Regions from separate parts of the Larimichthys crocea genome. Here region 2 is linked to region 1. A link is a contact called in public Hi-C data. All regions are on one chromosome and are shown on one strand. Each heading gives the region's core, a stretch centred on a gene start, on an enhancer-like site or on the middle of the called end of the contact. The rest is flanking DNA. Distances are from core to core; before and after follow the strand shown.

The links. A called contact is a pair of places that touch in the nucleus more often than the background predicts.
Region 2: a Hi-C map of muscle shows a contact between it and region 1, with 4 times the contacts expected there. The contact joins the promoter of abcb6a here to the promoter of LOC104926637 in region 1. A contact is called at or near these places in 4 of 7 Hi-C or Micro-C datasets (all in muscle).

Annotation. Positions count from the first base shown.
Region 1 is chrXIX:5,939,345-5,943,253 of L_crocea_2.0, reverse strand. LOC104926637 (zona pellucida sperm-binding protein 3) reads left to right here and starts at 1,575. Exons shown (of 11, transcript XM_010740541.3): 1 at 1,575-2,099; 2 at 2,175-2,277; 3 at 2,722-2,840; 4 at 2,927-3,045. The coding sequence starts at 1,698.
Region 2 is chrXIX:6,221,457-6,225,828 of L_crocea_2.0, reverse strand. abcb6a (ATP binding cassette subfamily B member 6 (LAN blood group) a) reads right to left here and starts at 2,069. Exons shown (of 20, transcript XM_010750226.3): 1 at 1,789-2,069; 2 at 868-1,391; 3 at 1-31. The coding sequence starts at 1,383.

The DNA.
Region 1 (3,909 bases), core at 326-2,825:
TCAGCAGAAGATAAAAGCCAGTTCCTGACAATAGCAGCCCCCTCTGTTGGGGAGTCTGCAGGGAGATCCTGACAGAGAGGAAGAGCTATAATGTATTCCTGTAGGTCAGCCTGGATTAGTACGTCTGTATCAAGGGGGAAGTGATTTAAACTCATTTTGCCTTTAGAACAGGAGTTTCTTTAAGTGAAATCTCATTACGGGCTTGATCCATGTGTTCTTACCGGAAAAAAGCTCCAGAATTGTGGCTGCCGATGATGAGAAGGGGGTATATTTACAGTATGTGTACCAACAACAACGGATCATAAATGGTAATACGATTAATTAAATGTAAACTGATCCTAAAAGGAAAAAAAGTCACCATGATTGTATTAGAGTTAGGTAGGAAAGTTGGTCGTTGCATGCTGGTAGCTCTTTTCCTTTATGCAGCTCTGTTTTAAATGCAAATATTTATTAAAATCTATCTAGATCTGGGCTTTTATTTTCTTTTCCTTTTTTGCATTTTTACTTACAGGAAAGAAAGGATGACGTGCAGCAAACAGACTCAAACTCTCGTGATGAGCTACTGGTGCACTCCGATCCTGAAGTCTTTTCATGGGAATTGTTGACAAATGGGGTAAAATACATAAGCTTTATTCTTAAAATATTGGCTATTTCACCTAAATGCAGGTTATACAGTAAGTGTGGGTGGTTGTACATCTTTCCAATGCAAGGCAATACATTTGTTGACTCCGATCTCACATCTGAGTTTGTTTTTAGTGACTTCTATCATAAATATGTCACCCATATTGGGCATGGTTATTCCTGTAACGTCCTTAAAACACAGTGAGCACTGAGGTCCAACATGTCCGCAGAACATATGTTTTAACGTTCCCGTTCCACTTTTACGTCTTGGGCTTTAAGTGGAATTTTGTGGCGTTTAAGAGGTTAAACAGGCCGCTGCCACGACTGAATGTCTCACCTGTGCAAGATTTATAACAGCTCCGTCTGATTGACACGCTGCTGGCTCAGGTTCAAGAACACGCCCCCCTCCCACCCTACCCTGCTTCCTGTCACATGTCACGCACACACACACACATACATTTGTCGGCGGTGACATTTGTGAGGATGATCATAAATCGCAGTTTTTTTATGGGAGACTCTGCTGAACTCTGCAGACTACTGACCGCCGTCGCCTTGACATTCAAGACCAAAACCCAACTCCCTGAAAGCGTTGATTGATTTGCCTCATGGGGGCAGTGAAAGCCACTCACTGTTATGGTCAGGCTTGTTTCTGTTTATAAAAGTCTTTGTTCATTAGCATCATGACAAGTGGAGATTTGGCAGGCGGCTTTAAAGCATTTAAAGAATTCCCAATATCTTAACTCTGCCGTGAAACCTACACACAATTATTTAAATTGAACGATTACTTTTTTTCTTTTCTTTTTGGCATAAAGGCAGTGTTGAAGCTCACTAAACAGCTTGTAAATTTCACCTGCACAGCCAAGCAGCTATCATCCAATCTTCAGCTCTATTTAGTGAAAAGAAAGAGAGGAAAGGAAAGCTTCAAAGCTTGAATCCTCCAGGCTGGAATCCAATCAAGTCATTAGGAGAAGGTGGGGCCTGAGCCAAGTTCCCATAACTTAGTTCTGGTTGAAAGCCAAAAGCAGCAGTACTCTCTGAAAACACCAAAAACTCAGGTTTTTGTGTGATACGTTGTGATGGGGTTCAGAGAGGTGCTTTTGTTAGGGTTTGTGCTGCTCCTCTCAAGTGGAAATCTCCGTGCTGACACACAAAACTTGGGTAACTTTAGCGAGAATGAGACTTGGAAGCAAATCCCAATAACAACAAGATTGCCACAGACAAGAGATCATCATCCAAACAGCACTGAGTACAGTAATCACCCCAGATCTCCTGTCACCTACCGGCTCAAGATCTACCAGCTCAGGGATCCGGCTGTCAGCGAACAAAATCCGCTCCGGGCTCTTATGGAGCAGTTGCAAACTCCTCAAAACCTACATGGATCAGAGCAGCTGGAGCCGATGGAGACTTCAGCAGTTCCACCTCAGCAGTTGTTAGTACCAGGCCCAGATCTGAACCCACCTATCAAGCGGGAATCAAAGGTACTTTTCTTTTGTTTTTTTGACTTCCACACAGCTTTGTTGATCTTCAGTCTAATTAAATCTGGATGATTGTAGGTGCAGGTGAAGTTTGAGCAGTGGGTGCCTGTGACGGCCGGGAGCGTGGCAGCGCATTGCGGTGAAGGAAAGGTCACCGTAGAGGTCCAGCAGAACTTCTTGGGTAATGGCTGATGGTTACTTGTTTTGAATTGATCCACTGTTGGTGGTGTTGCGGGGGAAGATTGTCCATTTTGGTCCCACTTAACATGCTTTCTGCTCTGATGTCCGAAAACAAAAAGGGTCAGGTTAGAGACCCAAATTGGAAAATTGAATGGAACGGTGAAGATGGGACACTCAGTGCTGATTACTGCAAATGGCAGAGACTATGGACTCGGCGATCAATATTATGTTTCCTCTTATTTCTTCACTCTGAAGAAGGAGAATTGTGCATGGCCCGGTTCGGTGCTCAAATGCTGACTTCACAGCGATGCATTAAGAAACCTTTTTATTTGTCCTGTGGCTGAACCTCCACTTGCTGTGAGTGTTATTGACTAGACAAGGAAAAGAAATGGCCTCGGGTAATGGTCCTTATTTAAGCTGCAGCCTTTTCCTCTTTTGTTCTTAGGGAACGGTCAGTTGATCCGTCCAAGTGATCTGACCTTAGGAGGCTGCGCCGCACTCCACACCGCTGACCACATCCTGCACTTCCAGACGGAGTTACAGGGCTGTGGCAGCACAATGACGGTGTGTGTGGCTTTCTGACTTCCTTCTTCTTCCATCTTGTGTGTTTTTTTTGAAAATCGCCCTGACTGCTTGGTGTTTTTCTTCAGATGACCGAAGAAGCCCTCATCTACTCCTTTTCTCTGATGTACTCCCCAACGCCCATTGGCAACACCGTCATTTTAAAGACCAACCCTGCTGAGGTGGTAATTGAATGCCACTATCGAAGGTAAAGCCCCCCTCAGCCTGCCAAGTCCAATTCTAGCCCCGCTGTTAGTGGAGATTATTCAGCTTATCTGCAGCTTTTCAAAGTACTGAATTTGGTTTCCTCCAAAAACAAACAGCCATAAAAGGTACTAAGAAGCCACATTATGAACCAACATCTTCATGTTTTTCTTAGTTTTATAGCAACATTACTTCTAAAATGTTTTGCCATGTGGTTGCAGGCTGCCTGCAGACATAAGGCTTTTCTTTAGTGAGTTTTCAGTCAGCGTAGGAGAAGAGACGCATAGAAAAAGACGAGACGCAATAGGGAGAGACGAGACGCAATAGGGAGAGAGACGAGACGCAATAGGAGAGAGACGAGACGCAATAAGACGAGACGCAATAGGAAGAGACGAGACGCAATAAGACGAGACGCAATAAGACGAGACGAGACGCAATAGAAAGAGACGAGACGCAATAGGAAGAGACGCAATAGGAAGAGACGAGACGCAATAAGACGAGACGCAGTAGGAAGAGACGAGACGCAATAGGAAGAGACGCAATGGGGAGAGACGAGACGCAATAGAAAGAGACGCAATAAGACGAGACGCAAAGAAAGAGACGAGACGCAATAGGAAGAGACGAGACGCAATAGGAAGAGACGCAATGGGGAGAGACGAGACGCAATAGAAAGAGACGAGAAGAGATGCAATAGGAAGAGACGAGACGCAATAAGACGAGACGCAATAGGAAGAGACGAGACGCAATAGGAAGAGACGAGACGCAATAGAAAGAGACGAGCAATAGGAAGAGACGAGACGCATAGAAAGAGACGAGACGCAAAAGAAAGAAGAGACACAAAAGATCACATTTATTTACTTGATTACAC
Region 2 (4,372 bases), core at 820-3,319, 280 kb before region 1:
TGTAGCGCAGCAGCCACAGGCCAAACTGCACCTGAGGGGTTCATAGGCAATCAAAAGCAGATCAATATCAACATGAGTGCATTAGATGCATTATTTATTAGACGATGATCATGCTTCTGAGTAACTACTATGTAATATTTATAACAATATACAGTATATTTTATTGAGAAAGTATCTTGTGGTTTCCCTCTGATGTCCTCCAGCTGCTCTGCCTCAACAGTAAACTGCTGCCAACTGCAGCTGCTGTGAGCTCGGTTTGTTTGCTCGATGTTTAGCTGCTTTAGACTGAAAATGTGTCACTGCAAATTACGAAACAACTTCCTTAAATTAAGGACGGATCAAATGACAACACCTTAAAAACTCACAAGTCATGCTTGCATTTCCATAATCAGAGAGTTGAGCTACTGCAAGTGAGTCAGTGTAGGAGGGGCGAGATTATGTCTCTTTTGATTGGTTACCAGTGAGGATCTGAACGTCAGACCGGCAATGACTCAGCAAAAAAAAAAAGAAAAAGTCTTGAGCTCACTAAGAAGCCAGGCTGAACACACACACACACAAAGACACACCCGTCTTTAACAAATAACCTTTGGCCATTAGACTTTTATATTTATAGCACACATCACTGTTATAAAACATTGTTAGGAATGATCTGCATATTAAGGGAACTTGCTATCAGCACGTTCTTGGATAAACATCAGAGAAATAAACTTCAGTCCTCGGTAGATAGGAATGAAGAAAAACGGTGTAACTCGAGCTCAAAATAACAGAGAAACAATGCAGTATAAAGGCCGAGCCCAGCCTGAAAACTGCCCAAAAAGAGAGACAAAACAATATGATATTGATATATGATATTCAATCTTCCCTCACCTGTTGATGACCGTTCTCCAAGCCCCACCACCAGTGAGGGCTATACCAGGAGATGAAGGCCAAGTTCTCAGCTGAGAAAGCCAGGGCCCAGAACAGCAGCAGTGCCGCGCTGTGGCCCCTCGTCCGGTCCATCACCAGGACCCGACGCCTCTCCACCCTGAGCAGGGCTATAGCCCACACCCAGGCCAGTGCAGAGAAGAGGCCGTACAACACCACATAGCCCGGGAGCTCCCCTCCACCAGCAGCTCGCCACGCCATCCCACCAAGAAACTGGACCAGGAGAAGGACGGAGACGACCAGCTGGAAGCCGTAGAGGCACGAGCGCGGGATGAACTTGGGCTCCATCGCCGTGCCGTATTTCTTGTAGAACATGCAGTGGAGGGTGCCGAGGAAGAAGGCGACGGTGAGGAGGACGGCGGGGACGAGTGTGAAGTAGAAGCAGGGGGCAATGCCTTCATCCACCCAGGTGTGGGAGATGGAGGAGTTGGCTTCGCAGTAGCTGTGCATGAACAGCATGGCTGCAGCTATAAGGAGAGAGGAGGGCAGAAAATCATTAGAAACACAGCACAACAATAGATGCAAGAGTGTGGAGTCTCTGCACAAAGCTTTGCTCTGCTATATTAGGCTGTGAACTTCAGTGACATCTTTACTGCACCTGCTTGCAGACGGTGATGCTGAAATAAACAAGGTTTATGCAGCAGGTTGCTTCATGTGCATGGAGGTGTATAGACTGTAAAAACTGGATCTAAACAGTGAGAATAAATAACTCACATGCACAGTGAATGTTTGAGACACAGTATAAAGCATAAACTGTTAGTATACACACTCCAACATAAGTCACCTAACAGAAAACAGTAAGAAAAGCGGAATTTAACACTGTTAACTTGTATTTCAGTGTTCAATAATACAGTGTTACATTACCTTTGTTGTTTTTTTGCCCGGTCAGTGACAGAGGTTACTCCAGAGAAGCTAGCAGCTCCACAACAACAACAACAACAACAACAACAACACTGAGCTGTTTTAGCTTGAGTCGTCTAACACATAACGTTAACCTAAATAGTTACAACAACATAACGTGACACAGCACTGTCTGCGTGCACTCATGCTGTTGTCCTTGCTCCGTGCGTGTTAGAGGAGACCATTCAGAAAACAAGCCTATCCATGACTCGGCAATCGACGGGTTGACTGCATTAGTGAGTAGTGATGTGTCGTTCGCGAACGATCCGGTTCAAAGAGCCGGCTCTTTTAAGTGAAAGACGGGAGCCGGCTCCTCCACTGACCAAAGTGCTTTACAATGTCAAGTAAAATAAAATATAATAACATTTAAAAATATAAAATAATAATAACGTGCAATAATTATTAATTAAACCAATTAATAATAAAATGTGAGGAGCCGTTTGGGAGCCAAAAGAACCGGCTCACCAAAAAGAGCCGAAATTCCCATCACTATTAGTGATGTGTCGTTGGCGGACGAGCCGGATCTAAGAGCCGAGTCTTTGTAGCGAATGACAAGAGCCGACTCCCGTCGGTCCTGAATTCATGCAGACGGGCGGACGGGACTTTATTTTGACGAGAGAGACGTGAAGAAAAAGTGAAGACATGAGTGAAAACTGAAACAGAAGAAGCATCTGGCTGCATTTCAATGATATTTTAGACTGCAAGTGAGTGCAGAGTTTGTAAAAGGGTCAACAACGAAACCTGCATAGACAAAAAGAAAATACAAAAAAGAAAAACAATAAGCATTTTAAATTCTAAATGAAAAATAACCATTCATAATTGATCAATTAGGCTAATATAGAAGGCCAGAAGAGCCATTTGAGAGTCGGCTCTTTTGAATGAAGCCGAAAAAGTCGAATCATTGAAAAGAGCTGAACTTCCCACCACCACAAGACCGCATGGTCTGGGAGTCAGCGCCCCCCAGAGGGCGACAGCGGGAATAACCAGAGACGCTCAATAACAGAAATGTGTTTAAGTTCTTGATAAATCATCTTTGGTGGAAACCTCACTGATAATTAAGCACTAGTAGAGCTGTGCCGCCAAATCTCGCGAGAGCCTGTGCTGCTGACACTGAGACAGGTCTCAAAAGTTAATTTTTTTTTCTTATTTACCTGTCTGGAAAACATCTTTTTAGTATCGTGGGATTTTATTTAGGTCTAATTAGCAAGTTATTACAAGCAAAATGTACAGGGCTCAAAAGTAAGACTACCTTTACTTTCTTTGTTCACAGCTTTATAGTCATTAAATAAAATATTATTATATATTATATATGTTATTTGAATATATTTACCGATGCATTAACATGATAGTGGCATTTCAATGTTGTTGAAGTAGTTTCCCTCATATCCCCAGTGCAAAACGAGGCAATACACATTAAATTTCACATATATACAAGTGTAAAGAAATATAAAAAAATATAGCAAATATAAAAGATATGAACAGTTTAAAGTAACATAAAATAGCAAATGACAAGTATCTCAAAACTGTGAGTGCAGTGCTTGAGCAAATTTGAGTCAAGTAACAGTTCAATGAAACCACAAGGTCCAGTAACGTTTTATAGTGCTAACATTATTAAAATAAAATCTAATTTCTGTCATCTACAACAGCTTGTCTTGAATGAAATTGTGAAAAAATAGAGCTTGCAATGTTACAAGATGATCAGTAGATGGCACTAAATACTAAGATATAATAATCATGTAAAAGCAAAGCACACAGCAAAACCATGTGAGCACAGTAGTTATTAAAACTGCCACAACCATACACATACACATACACAGGAGGTAGGTGAGGAAAAATAGTCCTTCAGATGGAACATAATGACACTGTGATATAATGTCATGATATTAATTGCTAACGGATTCTAATCTTACCATATTAACGCCAGTGAATGAGTGATTAATAGCAACATAACCCAAGTGTGCCTCCTCCTCTGAAAAGAATAATTTTCAAGTCAAATTAACATAAAAAGAACATCGTCTTCCAGTGATGAGGGAGGGCTTAAGCTAAGGGCTTTCCCATCAACACTGTAAATTCAGGGCTTCAGTACAAAGACAGGAAGTGAGTCAAAAGCCAGCTGTCGCATCTCTCCTTCCTATGAGGATGAATAGAAAGACTCCTCGTGTGTATGTACCTGCATGTGAAAGAAGAAAAATGGGAAGCGTATCCTGCATGAGAAACAAACAAAAAAAGAAGCGAAAGAGCTTGTGATGTCTTGTGTGAGCACACACACACGCACACTCACACAGGACAGAAGCTGGGATGGGAAAGGGGGCTAAATCTTATCATTTAGAGCCTTCACAATGGGCATAAAGAGCTGCTAATCTGCTTCATCTCCCCGGCTCTTTTGTGTGAGTGGAAATGGACCTTCTGTCCATCGGCTGCTTGTCACCCCAGCTCTTTTGTCTCCCGGTGGATGTGATGGCCTGCCCATCACAACCCTCATCTCTCTCCCCTTTTGTAGGCGTCCCTACCTCGGCGTACAGACTCAGCTGGAGCCTTATAAGTCCTT